Linked DNA regions of Mus musculus: all the other regions are linked to region 2. A link is a contact called in public HiChIP or PLAC-seq and promoter capture Hi-C data. All regions are on one chromosome and are shown on one strand. The core of a region is the stretch at or near the end of the contact, and the rest is flanking DNA. Distances in the headings are between cores, read along the strand shown. Region 1 holds the start of Foxf2 (forkhead box F2). Region 2 holds the start of Uqcrfs1 (ubiquinol-cytochrome c reductase, Rieske iron-sulfur polypeptide 1). Region 3 has its middle 54 kb from the start of Gm25186. Region 4 holds the start of Foxq1 (forkhead box Q1). Region 5 holds the start of Foxc1 (forkhead box C1).

Evidence for each region. Promoter capture Hi-C pulls out the DNA fragments that hold promoters and counts their contacts. HiChIP or PLAC-seq counts read pairs in DNA pulled down with a chosen protein or histone mark.
Region 1: an H3K4me3 HiChIP or PLAC-seq map of pro-B cells shows a contact between it and region 2, with 15 times the contacts expected there. The contact joins the promoter of Foxf2 here to the promoter of Uqcrfs1 in region 2. A contact is called at or near these places in 13 of 39 promoter capture datasets (the 3T3-L1 cell line, the C10 cell line, the HPC-7 cell line and 8 more), 2 of 15 datasets of contacts at CTCF or cohesin (CD8 T cells and large pre-B cells), 28 of 484 Hi-C or Micro-C datasets (the 63-12 cell line, B cells, the C10 cell line and 17 more), 27 of 115 datasets of contacts at active chromatin or transcription factors (the 230-238 cell line, CD8 T cells, the NIH/3T3 cell line and 18 more) and 4 of 9 other capture datasets (adipose tissue, embryonic stem cells, liver and 1 more).
Region 3: a promoter capture Hi-C map of embryonic stem cells shows a contact between it and region 2. The contact joins the enhancer-like site here to the promoter of Uqcrfs1 in region 2. A contact is called at or near these places in 5 of 39 promoter capture datasets (the 3T3-L1 cell line, the C10 cell line, embryonic stem cells and 1 more) and 2 of 115 datasets of contacts at active chromatin or transcription factors (astrocytes and large pre-B cells).
Region 4: a contact with region 2 is called in an H3K27ac HiChIP or PLAC-seq map of extraembryonic endoderm stem cells, with 5 times the contacts expected there. The contact joins the promoter of Foxq1 here to the promoter of Uqcrfs1 in region 2. A contact is called at or near these places in 6 of 39 promoter capture datasets (embryonic stem cells, hippocampal neurons, liver and 2 more), 1 of 15 datasets of contacts at CTCF or cohesin (large pre-B cells), 7 of 484 Hi-C or Micro-C datasets (B cells, CD8 T cells, Th2 cells and 2 more), 8 of 115 datasets of contacts at active chromatin or transcription factors (embryonic stem cells, extraembryonic endoderm stem cells, large pre-B cells and 2 more) and 2 of 9 other capture datasets (embryonic stem cells and liver).
Region 5: a contact with region 2 is called in a promoter capture Hi-C map of pre-B cells, with 4 times the contacts expected there. The contact joins the promoter of Foxc1 here to the promoter of Uqcrfs1 in region 2. A contact is called at or near these places in 2 of 39 promoter capture datasets (the C10 cell line and pre-B cells) and 1 of 484 Hi-C or Micro-C datasets (pre-B cells).

What each region holds. Positions count from the first base shown.
Region 1 is chr13:31,624,562-31,627,261 of GRCm38.p6, reverse strand. Foxf2 (forkhead box F2) reads right to left here and starts at 1,446. Exons shown (of 2, transcript NM_010225.2): 1 at 6-1,446. The coding sequence starts at 1,182.
Region 2 is chr13:30,544,061-30,546,760 of GRCm38.p6, reverse strand. Uqcrfs1 (ubiquinol-cytochrome c reductase, Rieske iron-sulfur polypeptide 1) reads left to right here and starts at 1,445. Exons shown (of 2, transcript NM_025710.2): 1 at 1,445-1,727. The coding sequence starts at 1,514.
Region 3 is chr13:31,682,361-31,685,060 of GRCm38.p6, reverse strand. No RefSeq gene overlaps it. Among named protein-coding and RNA genes, the nearest start is that of Gm25186, 54 kb to the left of the region's middle. Within about 2 kb of position 1,435, at least 8 of the 459 cell types and tissues checked have an H3K27ac peak or open chromatin away from gene starts, as enhancers often do. A contact at or near this core is called in embryonic stem cells, where this site is marked.
Region 4 is chr13:31,556,904-31,559,603 of GRCm38.p6, reverse strand. Foxq1 (forkhead box Q1) reads right to left here and starts at 1,434. Exons shown (of 1, transcript NM_008239.4): 1 at 1-1,434. The coding sequence starts at 687.
Region 5 is chr13:31,805,262-31,807,961 of GRCm38.p6, reverse strand. It overlaps Foxc1 (forkhead box C1), which reads right to left and starts at 1,316. Exons shown (of 1, transcript NM_008592.2): 1 at 1-1,316. The coding sequence starts at 754.

The DNA.
Region 1 (2,700 bases), core at 197-2,696, 1.1 Mb before region 2:
ATTACCTGAGAGATCCTCGCGGGCGTTCTGGTGCAAGTAGCTCTGCTCCAACGAGTAGGAAGACATGCTGGGGTGCAGACCAGCAGAGGCCGCGGGATTACTGCTTGGCGTCAGGGCAGGCGGCTGCTTGAGGTAAGGTGAAGCGCCAGGCGAGCTCCAATGTGCCGCAGGGCTAGTGTAGGGCGAGTGACACTCAATGGCGCTTGCCATAGCCGGGGATGAGGGCACAGGGCTGCTGCTGCTGTCCGGCCCATAGTCCCCGCCGCCACCGCCGCCACCCGCTGCCGCACCGACGCCCGCAGGACCTGCGGGCACCGGGCAGCTGGCCATATAGGTGGAGCCCGGGTTGGGCGACATGTGGGGGACGTGGTGGTGGTGGAGGTGGTGTGGATGCGCGTGGCCCGGAGCACCCGCCCCTGTATCATAGCCCGCGGGCATCATGTCGAGGCCACCATAACCGCCTTGACCGTGGCAACCCAGAGGCGCCGACGGGGGCGCTTGGAAGTCGAAGCCCTGGGGCAGCAGCGAGGCCCCGAAGCCCAAGCCGCTCACCACGCGATGGTACATGGGTTTGAGAGCCTGGCACTTCCGCCTGAAGCCGCGCGGCCGGCGGCGGAACGAACCCTCCTCAAACATGAATTCGCTGGCCGGGTCGATGGTCCAGTAGTGGCCCTTACCAGGTCTCCCGAGGCCCTTGGGCAGCTTGATGAAGCACTCGTTGAGCGAGAGGTTGTGGCGCACGGAGTTCTTCCAGCCCTGGTAGGCGCCACGGAAAAAGGGGAAGCGCGCCTGTAGGAACTGGTAGATCTCACTGAGCGTCAGGCGCTTGCTGGGCGAGCTCTGGATGGCCATGACGATGAGCGCGATGTACGAGTAAGGAGGCTTCTCCGGCCGCCGCAGCCCCGAGGTTGCCTTCTTGGTGCCTCCACTCCCGGCGCCCGCGCCGCCGCTGCTAGCCGCACTCTTGCAAGCACCGGCCGAGGCGCTGACGGAGTTAGAAGAGGACGAGGCACAGGAGGCAGAGGATGATGATGACGACGACGAAGTGGACTCCAGGGTGGCGGCGGGTGGCGGGCTCATCAAGGCGGCCTGGAGCGCGCCGGGCGCCGGGCTGCACGCGCGGCGGAGTGGGGCAGGCGGCGGGCGCGGCGGGGGTGGCGGAGGCCCGCCCTCGGTGCTCATCTGGGAATCGGGAACGAGGCCGGGCCTGGGGGGCGGACCCCGGACCGGGATCGGCGGCGCCGGAGCCGGGTCGGTCCACAAATCGGGCGAGTGCCCTACTGCGCCGGCCGCGCTGCAGCCCGGGCCACTGCGGGCCAGCGCTTCGGCGTCGCCTCCCTCAGCTCCTCTGGGGCTTCGGGCGGCGGCGGCGGCGGCGGGTCGGAGGCAACGCCCCGCGCATCCCTCTTCCGAGCCTCCGGCCGGCTCCTTGCGCAACCGTCTCCTAAGCCACTGAGGCGACGCTGCCCAGAGCTGGACAGCTGCGCCCTCGAGCCAAGACCTCAGCCCGGACCCCGGGGACTAGCCCGTCGTCTTCTTTCAGGAGTGCTCTTCTCTCTGTCTCTTGGACTTCCTCCCTGGCGCGCCCTCCCCGCGGCAGCTTCGCTCCCTCCCTCCCTCGCTCCCTCCCTCCACCCCACCCCGCCCTGCCCCCTCCTTGCTCCGCGCCGCCCGCCACGGGGAGGGCGCACAGGGCTCGCGTCACTCCTCCCCCTCTGGACCTGGCGGCGGGCTCCTGCTCTTATCGCCTCCCGGACTCTCCGGGGTCCTGCTGGCACTACTAATTCCTCTCGGGGCTCTTTCCCTTTCCCAGTCTGTCCTCTTCAAAGCCGCAGATACACCCGCATTCAGCAGGGAGAACTCCCAACCTTGGCCAGACTCGATTACTCCTAACTTCAGCAATTCATTCTCTGTTCCTTCCAGCAGCCCGTATCCTATCCCAGAAGTGCCCCCAACCTAGCGATCCGTGCCCGGACACACCCTGCCCCTCCTCCACCCCCGCCGGACCCTGTGGGGGCTGAGTCTTGGGGAGACTGTGCCCTGGAAGAGCTTCCTTAGCCACGGTCCCCAGTGCCCGAACTGACACCATCTGTCAACTTCATTTAGGCAGTGCTGCCCTCAGCCACACGCCAGGGTGCCAGACGTCCCAAGGTAACGTGCCAACTCCGGGTCTCTCTCTCTCTCTCTCTCTCTCTCTCTCTCTCTCTCTCTCTCTCTCTGGCTGGACATGCAGGCTTCTGAGAGGTCACAGCAGAGGGCAAACACTGGACGCCCTTGAGCTGTGCCCGGGGCAGTTATGAACAGATTGTCAGCTGAGCAAGGGGTTTGGGTGGAGAAACCTGGGGCCACCTCTTAGACACTCTTTTGAGTCGAATGGATTCGGTTTTTTATTTGCTTCCATTTTCCACTGACTTGTCATTTCCACTTCATGCTGAGAGAGAGCAAGAGAGACCCTGAGTAAGGAGATAGTTGTATTTATTATCAACAAGGAAGGTCTGCACAGCTGCCAGTGGGTTTACAGCGTCTGTCTTCCGGTGCACCCCCCCCCCACTCCCTATGTTCCGTGGCCCAGCTCCCTCCATTCGAGAACACTCCTCCAGTTGTGGCTTATTCCTCTAAGTAAGAGTCGGCTCAGAGAGAGATGGCCCTCGGGAGAAATCATTCCAATGAGACCCGACAGTTAGTTATTGGATTACACGT
Region 2 (2,700 bases), core at 196-2,695:
CAGTTTGGGGTGAAGACTTCCATCTGGAGATTCAGCTGAGAGAGAAAAGGTTAGATTGATCTCTGCCATGGTGGATATTCACTCCTGGTTCCTTAGGTGAGATCTACATGGAGTGCATGCTTCTCTGGGGTTATCCCAGGTCCTGTCCCTGTTCAGAACATAACTGAATGAAGTGACAGTGACAAGAAAGGACCCAGACTAGGCAGCAAGTATCCTCCCTGGCTAAGGACACCTGCAATCATTCCTCTGTGAGGGCCCGGATCTCCTGGGTGTTGTTTTACATTGCTGCTATAACAAACATAGTGTCTTAAAACAACACAACTACATTGTTTTACAATTCCAAAGGTTTAGAAACCAGCCAAGGTCCTAGAGTCCATGTATTATACAAGCATCATATCACAATCATGCCAGAGTGTGCAGTGCTTAAATTCTTAGTTTTTTTTTTTTACTGTTTTTTCTTTTTAAACCCTAAAAGAATAAACGAAGTATTTGGTATAGAGAAAGTTGTATGGATGAGAACTTCATTCTTTGAAAGTGAATGCCATCTCTAAACTCAATTGTCTGTGTGAACTTGAAATCAAGGTTTGTTCTACTTGGAAAAGTGGAGATTTTCAAGTGTAAGAGGGATTAACGTTTATTAGCACCTCACAGAGACTTTGTTAGTGGTGTAGTCAGAACTGAAAGAGAAGTTAGAAAGTTGGCAGTTTTCTCACTATGTGAAGGAGAGTAAGAGTCCCTCCCTTTTGTACTGCTGAACATCACTTGGGAAACCCCACTTGTTCAGAAACAAACAAACAAACAAACAAACAAAAACCCCTCAGGGGTCTACAATACTCCACTGCTTCCTGGCAATCTATGCAGAGCAAAGGGTCTAAGGACCAGGTCCTTCACTGGTAAAATGCTGGTATCAATAGTGTTATTTCATCAAGATCATAATTACAAATGAACAACGAAGGAAACTACCAAATCAAAAGCGTAGTAGATCATGAATAATCGTAAGCCACCGTTTTGTTTTGTTTTGTTTTGTTTTGTTTTTGTCAAACCTTGCATATAGGTTTCTGGCTCTTTTGTTGTAAGAAGATCAAAATCGTCTTGGCAAAAGACAAAAAGCGGTTGGTATTTATTCTAGGTGATAGGCGTTAGGAAGTAGTAGTAGCCTGTTGTTTTTTTTTTTCTCATGCCTCGGTCGTCCCCGATTTAAGGTTTTGCCCTAAATGAAGGATCTCAATCACGACCACAAGAAATCCCTCCCGACTTCGGTTTTCCTGGGGCAGGGCGACCGAGTCAGACACCAGAGTGTCTCCAGGCCCTGCCCTTTCCTGCCCGGGCCCCAACCTGCGCCCGAAGCCACGCCCCCAACGCGGCGTCCCTCCCGATTCGCTCAACCTTGCGAAACGCCCTTTCCGGCGTCGCGCTGACGTCACAAACCCTGCGCCTCCCGCTCCTCTTCGGGCCGTCGTTCGAACGAAAGGTCGTCCCTGTGACCGACGAGGTGGTTTGAGCAGCTGTCGCCATGTTGTCGGTCGCCGCCCGCTCGGGCCCGTTCGCGCCCGTCCTATCGGCCACTTCCCGCGGGGTGGCGGGCGCGCTGCGTCCTCTGCTGCAAGGCGCGGTGCCCGCCGCCTCGGAGCCACCTGTTCTGGATGTGAAGCGACCCTTCCTGTGCCGCGAGTCCCTGAGTGGCCAGGCCGCAGCCCGGCCTTTGGTGGCCACGGTGGGCCTGAACGGTGAGCCGGCTTCGGAGTACCCCGATCTCGTTCCCTGCGGCGGCGGAGGGCGGTGTGCTGGGATGTGGTGGGCCGGCCGCGGCTACCTTGGCAGGCCGAGCGCTCCCCGGAGCAGGCGGGCTCACGGTGACGGGATGCTCCCGTAGCTGCATCCCCCAGGAGTCAGGAGCCGGTCTGCACGTCAGTCTGGGTTCCCTCCTCAGGCTTCACTTGACTTTCTTGATTAAGATCGGCCTCCCTGTATCATGGCTAAGATACTGTTAGTTACAGGAATTTGACCTTGGGCAAGTTTCCTCGATGTTACCACAACTTTGTAGGGGTGTTGTGAGTCTTACACTAGAGAATTCTATGTAAAGCCATTGGTACGGTTTAGACGATAAGTGTTCAAAATAGAAATTGAAACAACCATGTAGGAAGTTGTCAGTGTACTGGTACAGTCGCTTTTCAGCATCTTAACTCCCTAGCAGCCCCATCCCTATAGACACAAAACCAGCCCTGTCAGTTCCACTGTAGGGGATCAGCAGTGGTTTCAGATACCAGGCTCTACGGCTTTCATAATCTTACTTAGTCGTGAAGGCGAGGCAGTCAGAAATGATACTTTTTTTTTTTTTTAATACAGAAAACAGAGGTGAAGTGACCCACACAGTGGGAATCTATGCAGTGCGGTCTCTTCCTAGTTTATCTAAGTCTGCTTCACATTCCCTTGTGACTTAAAAATCTAGAAAGCTTTCTGGTGTCTCCTGAAATGTGGGAAGCTGCACTGGGCTCGTTTGGTTTCTGCTCCGATAGTTGACTGACTCTTCACTTTTTCAAGTAGATTAAACCTTGATTTCAAGTTCACAGGGACCATTGAGTTTAGAAATATCATTCACTTTAAAAGAATGAAGATCGCATCCATATAGCTTTCTCCTCTATACCAAGCAAAGTAACATACTATGATTGTTCAGTGTATTACCTACTTGGCACTGCTTGG
Region 3 (2,700 bases), core at 186-2,685, 1.1 Mb before region 2:
CCATTAATCCACAGATAGACACAAGTTGCATCTACCATTTGGCTGTTACAAGCATTTCTGCTAAGTACAAACATCTATTTGACCGCCTGCTTTTACTCCTTGTGTAAAACAAGCCCAGAAATTTAACTGCTGCCGTATATTGTATTGTATATTTAACTTTTTAAGGAATCTCCATGTACTTTTCCATAATGACTGGAACATTGTATTTCCCTAGCAGCAATACATGCAGGCTCCACTATATCTCTATATTTTGTCAAAATTTATTACATCCTGCTTTTGTTTTTGTAATAGGCCCATTGCATCTTAATCAACATGCAGAAGTCAAAATCAAGGTGCAAAATCAAGGTTTTGCAGAAGTGACAGTACTGTGCAGAGTGTAGCTGCATTAAGGAGACTCTTCTGTCTGGTACCCAAAGTCCTTCTAAATCAACATCAATTCTGGGTTACAAAACCATGTTGGTCACAACCAAGGACATCTCTCTAAGGGTGCAGACCATGAGCTCTGAGGCCTGGTATCATCAGGAGTATCATACAAAACATGAGTCTGTGTCCCCCATCAAAAGGCATGGCACCAGTGGGTACCTCACAGCCTTTGATACCTTCTTAATGCTCGGGATCCTGTCCCCTCTCTGGGTACTCTCTGGGTATAGTACATCACGGTAATAATGTGGTCTTTGAATGGATCAAGTGGGTAAGACCAAGAGGGGTTATCTTGAGGTAACCTCTTGCATCTCTGAGATAGGGCTCCCCGTGGGTTTGGCAGTTTGCTTACAGTGCATATCTGATTTTAAAACTGCTGGTGAGCCAAGTGGGAATTCTAATGTCAAATGCAGCAATTTCATAAACAAGCAAGCAAAACAGCATTTCCCTGTTGACAGTTAAGTACCTCACACTTACAATTGTGCTCACTCTCTTTCCCTTATTTTTATCTTTCTTTTTTTAAAAAAAGATTTATTTATTATTGTATCTAAGTACACTGTAGCTGTCTTCAGATACACCAGAAGATGTGTCAGATCTCATTACGGATGGCTGTGAGCCACCATGTGGTTGCTGGGATTTGAACTCAGGACCTTGGGAAGAGCAGTTAGTGCTCTTAACCGCTGAGCCATCTCTCCAGCCCCTATTTTTATCTTTCTTGTTACACTATTTTTTTTTTTAAACTTCTCTCTGTAGTGTTCCCTCATCTGATCAATGAATAGTCCGTGTGTTCCCTACTTTGAGGACTGTATAGTACTGTCACTTCAGCAAAATCCCACTCACCTCAAGCTCCCAGCTTATGGGTCCTGGAAATCAGACTGGAGCAATGAGGGAATGAAGAAAGGACAGACACACAGACAGAAAAGCTGGCATCAGGTGGGCCGTGCTCACTCCAAGGGTGCAGCACCAACTGCACCATACGCAGAAACCTCAGGACATTTTTTTAAGTACAGAACAGAAGAGAGCGTGAGATAATCCCTTAAGGAGGTCTCTGTAGGAAAGCAGTCTCAGGTTACAGTCATCTGGGAGGAAGAAGCTGCAGGTGCTAACTTTTGCATACACTGCCCCCAATCGTTCCTAAACATTTATGTTTGGCCCAGAGGCAGGCTTTGTCCTCCCTCTGTGCCTCATCTCTAGGGAAGGCTTTGTTGCTTCCATGGGTCTGAGACATCTGGGTCTTTGACACAGCTATGCCCATGCCAAGAATTCACATCTATTCAGGATTCTGCCACTCCTTACACGTTTAGTCAGACCTTCCTCAGCTACCAGCACATCCTCTTGCTTTTCAGGAATGCCACTGTATTCAGATTAATTCATTCATGTTAAGTCTGAGCCCTCGTGATCTACTCCTTTCTGGATATGGCCTCACAGACAAATCCAGAAAGTGTGTTAATACTCTTCTACAGGTCTCTCAGTCCAGAGATGATTACATTAGGGCTTATTCTTGTTGGAAAGAAATTCTATAGGTCTGGGCAAAATGTATAATGACATATGTCTACATTTATAGTGTCACACCAAAGCATTTCCCCCATGACCTGCCTACTCCTCTGTCCTACCCTTGAACCCCTGTCAACCACTGAGCCTTTAACACCAGCATAGTTTCATCTGTTGCAGAACGTCATAGAGTTGGAACCATAAACTCTTCTATTTTCATTTTTAAGAGGTTTATTCCACCATCACGCTCCTTTCTTGTCCTTTGATGCTTGTTTCATTTTAGGAAGAGCTCCTTGTCATTCATCATTGAGTTGGTCCAAACACTATGGACAAGGGGGAAAGTCTTGATTAAATAAATCAGTCCTCTAGGGAAGGAAGAGTCAGGCTTTAAGAATAAGGGGTTGGTTCTGGAAAAACAAGGATGCATAGAAGAGAATGGGAGGTAACCTGCTCAGAAGGGGGGTGGTGAGGTCCAAGGTCTTTATCTGGGACTTGGGCCTGGAAATCTCAAGACTCTCCTTTCCCAGATGATGCCCTTATGCATTCCTGAATATCCATCACCCTCCTGAGGAATATTTCTTTTGGTTGGACACCGGATGAGCTTGCAGTAAACGGAAAGGGTAGATATGTGTAAAATATACTGTGTATATTTTACCCATATGTGTAAATATGTAAAATATGTGTAAAATATGTAAAATATACTTGAAGCACAGCTGTTCTTAAAAAATAGAAATTAAACACAAAGATGAGGGAAATGAATCATGGATGATAAAACTGATAAATATCCAA
Region 4 (2,700 bases), core at 185-2,684, 1.0 Mb before region 2:
TGGGGCTTCCTCCGGCCGCAGCCCGGACGCGGAGACTGTGGTCCGGTGGCTGAGGCGCTTGCGGCGGCGGCGGAAGACCCCGTCGGCGAAGGTGTATTCGCTGTTGGGGTTGAGCATCCAGTAGTTGTCCTTGCCCCAGGGCCGCGAGGGGTCGCGCAGCACCTTGACGAAACAGTCGTTGAGCGAGAGGTTGTGGCGCACGGAGTTGCGCCAGCCCGTGTAGCTGCCCCGGAAAAAGGGGAACTTGCCCATGAGGTACTCGTTGATCTCGGCCAGTGTCAGGCGTCCGCCCGCGGAGTCGCGGATGGCCATGGCGATGAGAGCGATGTAGGAGTATGGGGGCTTGGGCCGCCGCGTGTACGGCTTGCTGCGCGCGCCCTCGCCGCCGCCCACGCCGCCCGCGCACGGCCCTGCCGCGGAGGCCTGCGTTCTGCTGTCATCAGTTGCCTCCGGACCGTCTTGGGCGCTCGGCCCGCCACTCGAATTCCTCTCGCCGCCGCCACCTTCCAGATCCCCGGCGCCGCTGCCCGCCGCCGGGCTGTTGGCTGCACAGTCCCCGTCTGAGCCTAAGGAGTCGTCACCAGCCGCGGACAGTGGAGATGGCACGTCGCTGCTGCCGGCCCCCTCCAGATCGCTGCCCATTTTGTCCCCGTGGGCTGCGCGTGGGACGAACACCTCCAATTTCATGCCGGCGCTGGTGCTTCCAGTCCGGCACAGTTACCCCTTTCCTGCGAGGTCGTAGGAAGCGAGTGGCGCCCGGAGTGGCGATCCCGTGGCCCGCTGAGTCTGTCTTCTCCTGGGAGGGACCGCTCCTGCGTCTTTCCGAGAGAGACGCTTTTCCGAAAGGTTCTCCTCCGCTGGGATTTTTTTTGGGAGGGGTTTTGATTGTTGGGTGAAGTGAGGAGTGGAGTGATAGAAGTTGGTGCAGTGCTGTCCTTACTCCGAGGTTTAGAGACTTTGAGCGGAAGACAAGCGAGGAATGAGGGGCCACCCTGCGAAGCGGGGGCCAGGACACACCAGCCTTAGGATTTCGTGCTGGGAGGACCGAGCCGGCGCTTATGCTATCGGTCTGGGCGTCCAAAAGTGTTCCTTCGCTGGATGTCTAGGTCTCAGGCACCGACCTGACGTCTGCTGGCGCACCCGCTACTTTTGAGGATAGGACGTCTTCAGCCTCGAGAGCCCATAGAAAGGAGTCTTCGAGGCCGCCGCACCCGCAGCCGCCTTGCCACCCCCGGCTTCCCGGGCAGCATGTCCGCGCTGGCCGGCCGCAGCAGAATCTCGCCTCCACCTTCGGTCCGGCCCAATATAACCCTGCGGCGGCTCCGCGCGGGCGGGGCCTGGGCGCCCACGGCCAGGGGGTGGGGGAACTAGGTGGCCGAGGTGGCCGCGGCTCCCCCCAAGGCGTTCATCAGGCCGAGGCCACGCGGCGGCGCGGCCACAGAGTCTCCGCGGGCGCAGGTTGTTTGTTTTGGGTCTGGCCGGCCCCGCCCTTTCGGTCTCGCCAATGGGGAGCGAGCGCACGGCTAGGGTGTGCGCGCGAGTGTGCGCGCCTGTGCGGCTGCCCCGCCCGCCCCGCTGCGCAGGTAGGAGCTTCTGGCTTCCCGCGGCCACCGAGTGGGTTTCTGCGCCCCCCGGACTCACCAAGACGATTGCTCTCCTATACCTGGTAGAGCTGACACTTTTTGGACGCTCCAGAGAGACACCTAAAAGGGCTTAGGCCGAGGGACTGGTTGCATAGGTCTGGCCGCCGTCCTGAGCTGCGCGCTGCGTGCAGCCTGCGGATTTTTTTGGCAAGGAGAGCCAATATTCTTAGGAAAGGAAATCCCTGGTGATAATTGAATCGCTGAACTGCAGACACCCCGTGGAACAGCCTTTGCATTGACCTCTTTCGTGCCCTTCCTCTTACTTCCTCTCTATGGCCAACTTTACCCCTTGTAACAAGTAAAAACCACGAGCTTGAAATTCTATGATTCTTTTTGGTTGATCGTGCCTCTTGTTTCTTAGCCGGCTTCCGACTTTCACTTTTATTTTGTCATACCTGGCTGGAGGCTCTGGGGGGAAGGAGGCAACGCCCCATACTTTTACCGGGAGGCCGCTTTGCAAGAGAGGTGCCCGGCTCTGCCTGCCTTGAGTCCCTTCCGAAGTCTTGTGACGTGGGCTTTGCCCACAGCCATGCAGTGCCCGGGTCTAGCAATCAACAAGAATCACGGGAGGATGTGTGTTCCTTGGGGCATGAGGCAAAGGCAAGGCGTGTTTATCGCTATTTGTCTGCAACTGTGCTCTAGAACTTGCCTTGGCTTTAGTGGCACGGGTGTCAAACAGGAAAGGAGGCCTCTTCTGCAACTCCTCCGACTCCCTGACAACTCTGTGTCAGTTCTCCAAGGAAAGGGGCCTTGCACTAGGAAGGGTGCACTTTTGACCCTATGCCTACCACGCCAGCTTCCTCCTTCTTCCTGCTTTTGTTGCGAATAATGTTGAGGCTGCGACTATGTGGGAGAGCATGTTTGAAGTTTATTTTATTACTTTCCACCATTTGTGTGGAAAGCATACACAAGCTTCTCTTCTCTTAAGTCAAGAAGCCGTAAAGGCGCTCAGAATGCAGTGGGCATCTTGACAGCCAGCAGGAATCTGATGTTTTGTAGTATGCAGGGAGTAACTGTTTACCACGTGGTGCGTTCCTCCAGCCTCGAAAAACAGCCT
Region 5 (2,700 bases), core at 67-2,566, 1.3 Mb before region 2:
TGCCGCTGCCTAGGGCGGCAGCCGGGGACAGGGGCTGGGGAGGCGAGGGACACGTACCGTTCTCCGTCTTGATGTCCTGGATGCGCACGGGCGGCGGCTGTGGCCCGGGAGCGGAGCCCTCGGCCTGCTCCGGGGGCGCGGGCGCGGGCTGGCGGCCGGCCTGCGGCGGTGGCGGTTCTTGGAGGTGCAGCCGGCCCTTCTCCTCCTTGTCCTTCACTGCGTCCTTCTTCTTGAAGCGCCGCCGCCGCCGCAGGAAGCTGCCGTTCTCGAACATGTTGTAGGAGTCCGGGTCGAGCGTCCAGTAGCTGCCCTTGCCTGGCTTCTTGTCGTCGCGGGGCACCTTGACGAAGCACTCGTTGAGCGAGAGGTTGTGCCGTATGCTGTTCTGCCAGCCCTGCTTATTGTCCCGATAGAAGGGGAAGCGGTCCATGATGAACTGGTAGATGCCATTCAGAGTGATCTTCTTGTCCGGGGCATTCTGGATGGCCATGGTGATAAGAGCGATGTAGCTGTAGGGCGGCTTCACCATGTCCTTGGGCTGCGGCTGCGGCGTATAAGGCCCGTAGGCGCGCGCCATGCTGCCCGGGTACTGCTCGGCGTGAGCAGGGTGCGAGTACACGCTCATAGGGGCCGGCATGGCGGTGTAGCCGCCCCCGGCCGCCGCCGCGGCAGCGCGATAGTAGCTCTGCTCGCCGCCGAGGTAGGGCACCACTCCCAGGGAGTTGGGGCTGGACACCGAGTAGCGCGCCTGCATGGCCCCGGCTCGCCGCCGCCAGGCGCAGCCCGCCGCCCCCCACCCTCGCTCGGGCCGGGCCGCGCCGCACCGGCCGCCGAGTCCGAGTCCGGGCCGCGCCGAGCTACCGCGGGCCCCTCCGCGCTGCGTCTGTCCCGGCCGCGGCCGCCTCCTTGCGCCCTGGGCCGCTCGGCCTCTCCCTGCGCTCGCCTGGCGCCTCGCAGCCCACTCAGTTCCCGCGCGGGCGGCGAGGGAGGGTCGCTGCACCCGGAGAGGGCCAGACCAGGACGCTGCAAGCCGCCTCGGAGGAACGTTCGGATCAACTTCCAGGCGCAGTCGGGGCAAAAAAAGAGACAAAAGTTAAAAAAAAATTAAAAAAAAAAAAAAACAAAAACAAATAAAAAAAATAAGGCGCCCTGCTCGCCACTGCCTGCGCCTTCCAGGAGACACTGCTCGGGGCTGCTGGCTAAGGCGGCCAAATAACCAGGGGCGGGGGCAGCGCGCCGGCCGCCTTCCCGGGCCCCCGCGTCACCTTTTCTCAGTCTCTTGCGCCGGCCGCTTAAGGAAGCATTGGGAAAACTTCTGAACTTTTGAGCATCCGTCACCCAGGCGAGGACTTTTTTACGCAGTTACATTTTTTTCCGGGCAGGGGAGCCCCGCCCCACTACGGAGGCGGCAGCCAATGGGAGGCGAGAGACGCCTGTGAATGAGCCAGCGGCCGAGCTCTGCCGGCCCGCTCCTGGCGGCTGGAGGACCGCGGGGCTGACCACACGCGCGCCGGCTGCCCGGGCCCGGCGCCCGCGCCCCTGCCCGCAGCCCGCGCTCGGTCCTCCCACCGCACCCACCCACTCACTCCCAGACTCTGCGGTTCTCCCGGTCTGCGGACTTTCGGAGTCCTCACCGGCCCGGAGACCCTTCCTGCGTCCACTGTTCCCAGGCCTCCACGGAGCCCTCGAGTCACACAGGATCTGCCTCAGTCCTTACTCTACCGTGCTGTCTCCAGCGCCGGGAGTTTCTCCGTCCTTTCCAGCCCTCCGCCCATCCCTTGTCCTCTCCTTTCCGAATATCCCTCTCCCTGCTATCACCGGTCACACCAACATCACATTTGCTCTCCACAGGCAGGTTCTCCAGTCCGACTTTAGGTTACCAAGGCTGTTACAGCCGCCGGGGTTCCAGTGAGGAAGAAGATGGTATTTCGGTGCCTCGCCCCACTCCCTGCTAGCAGTAAGCGGAGGGGATAGAAACTTGGAACTTCAAACGTGTGTTAAGCTGATGGAATGTGTAGGCCACATTGAGGAGCACGGGGTTCACAGGCGTTCCAGGGCTTAAAAGAGCTAGAGAGTTCGGGCTAAGAGGACTCCAGAAGTTTCCTCGACAAACCATGCGTTGCCCCTCTGTCCTGACCAGTACATTTTGGCTCGTAGGGGCAGTTAAGTTCAAAAGAGCTCGGTGACATTAGTAGTTGTGGTGAAGCAGAGTCAGGTAAATATCCCCAAGAACTTAAGGCTTCCCCCAGCCACTCTCAGCCTCTACCCATTCCAGGGCAGCTGTCTCACAGAGTCTGAGTTGGAGGAAGTGTTCAGAATTGCACCTACAAGGCGGCTTAAAGATTTTGAAGAGATAAGCCCCGAATGATCCTAGATATTCCGTGATTAAACCTCAAGGCTGCAGCCTCTGGGTGACTAGAACAGGATGGGTAGAGATGGGGGTGGGGGGGCGGTATTGGAGGATCTGAGAGGATAGGCCTCCCTCTGACTGAAAAACAACCCTGTATTTCAGCAACTGGTCCAGAAAAAAAAAATCTGACAGAGTGGGCACCAGGTCGTTTGCTAGAAGATGGGTTTGAGAGAAACACTGTGAAAAAGTGTTTGTGAATATTTTTCACCTCGGTTCCTCCGATTTCTGGTAATCTTTAACGCTAGGACTTGCTGGGAGTCAAAAGGTTTACCGACTTGAACCTTCTTTCC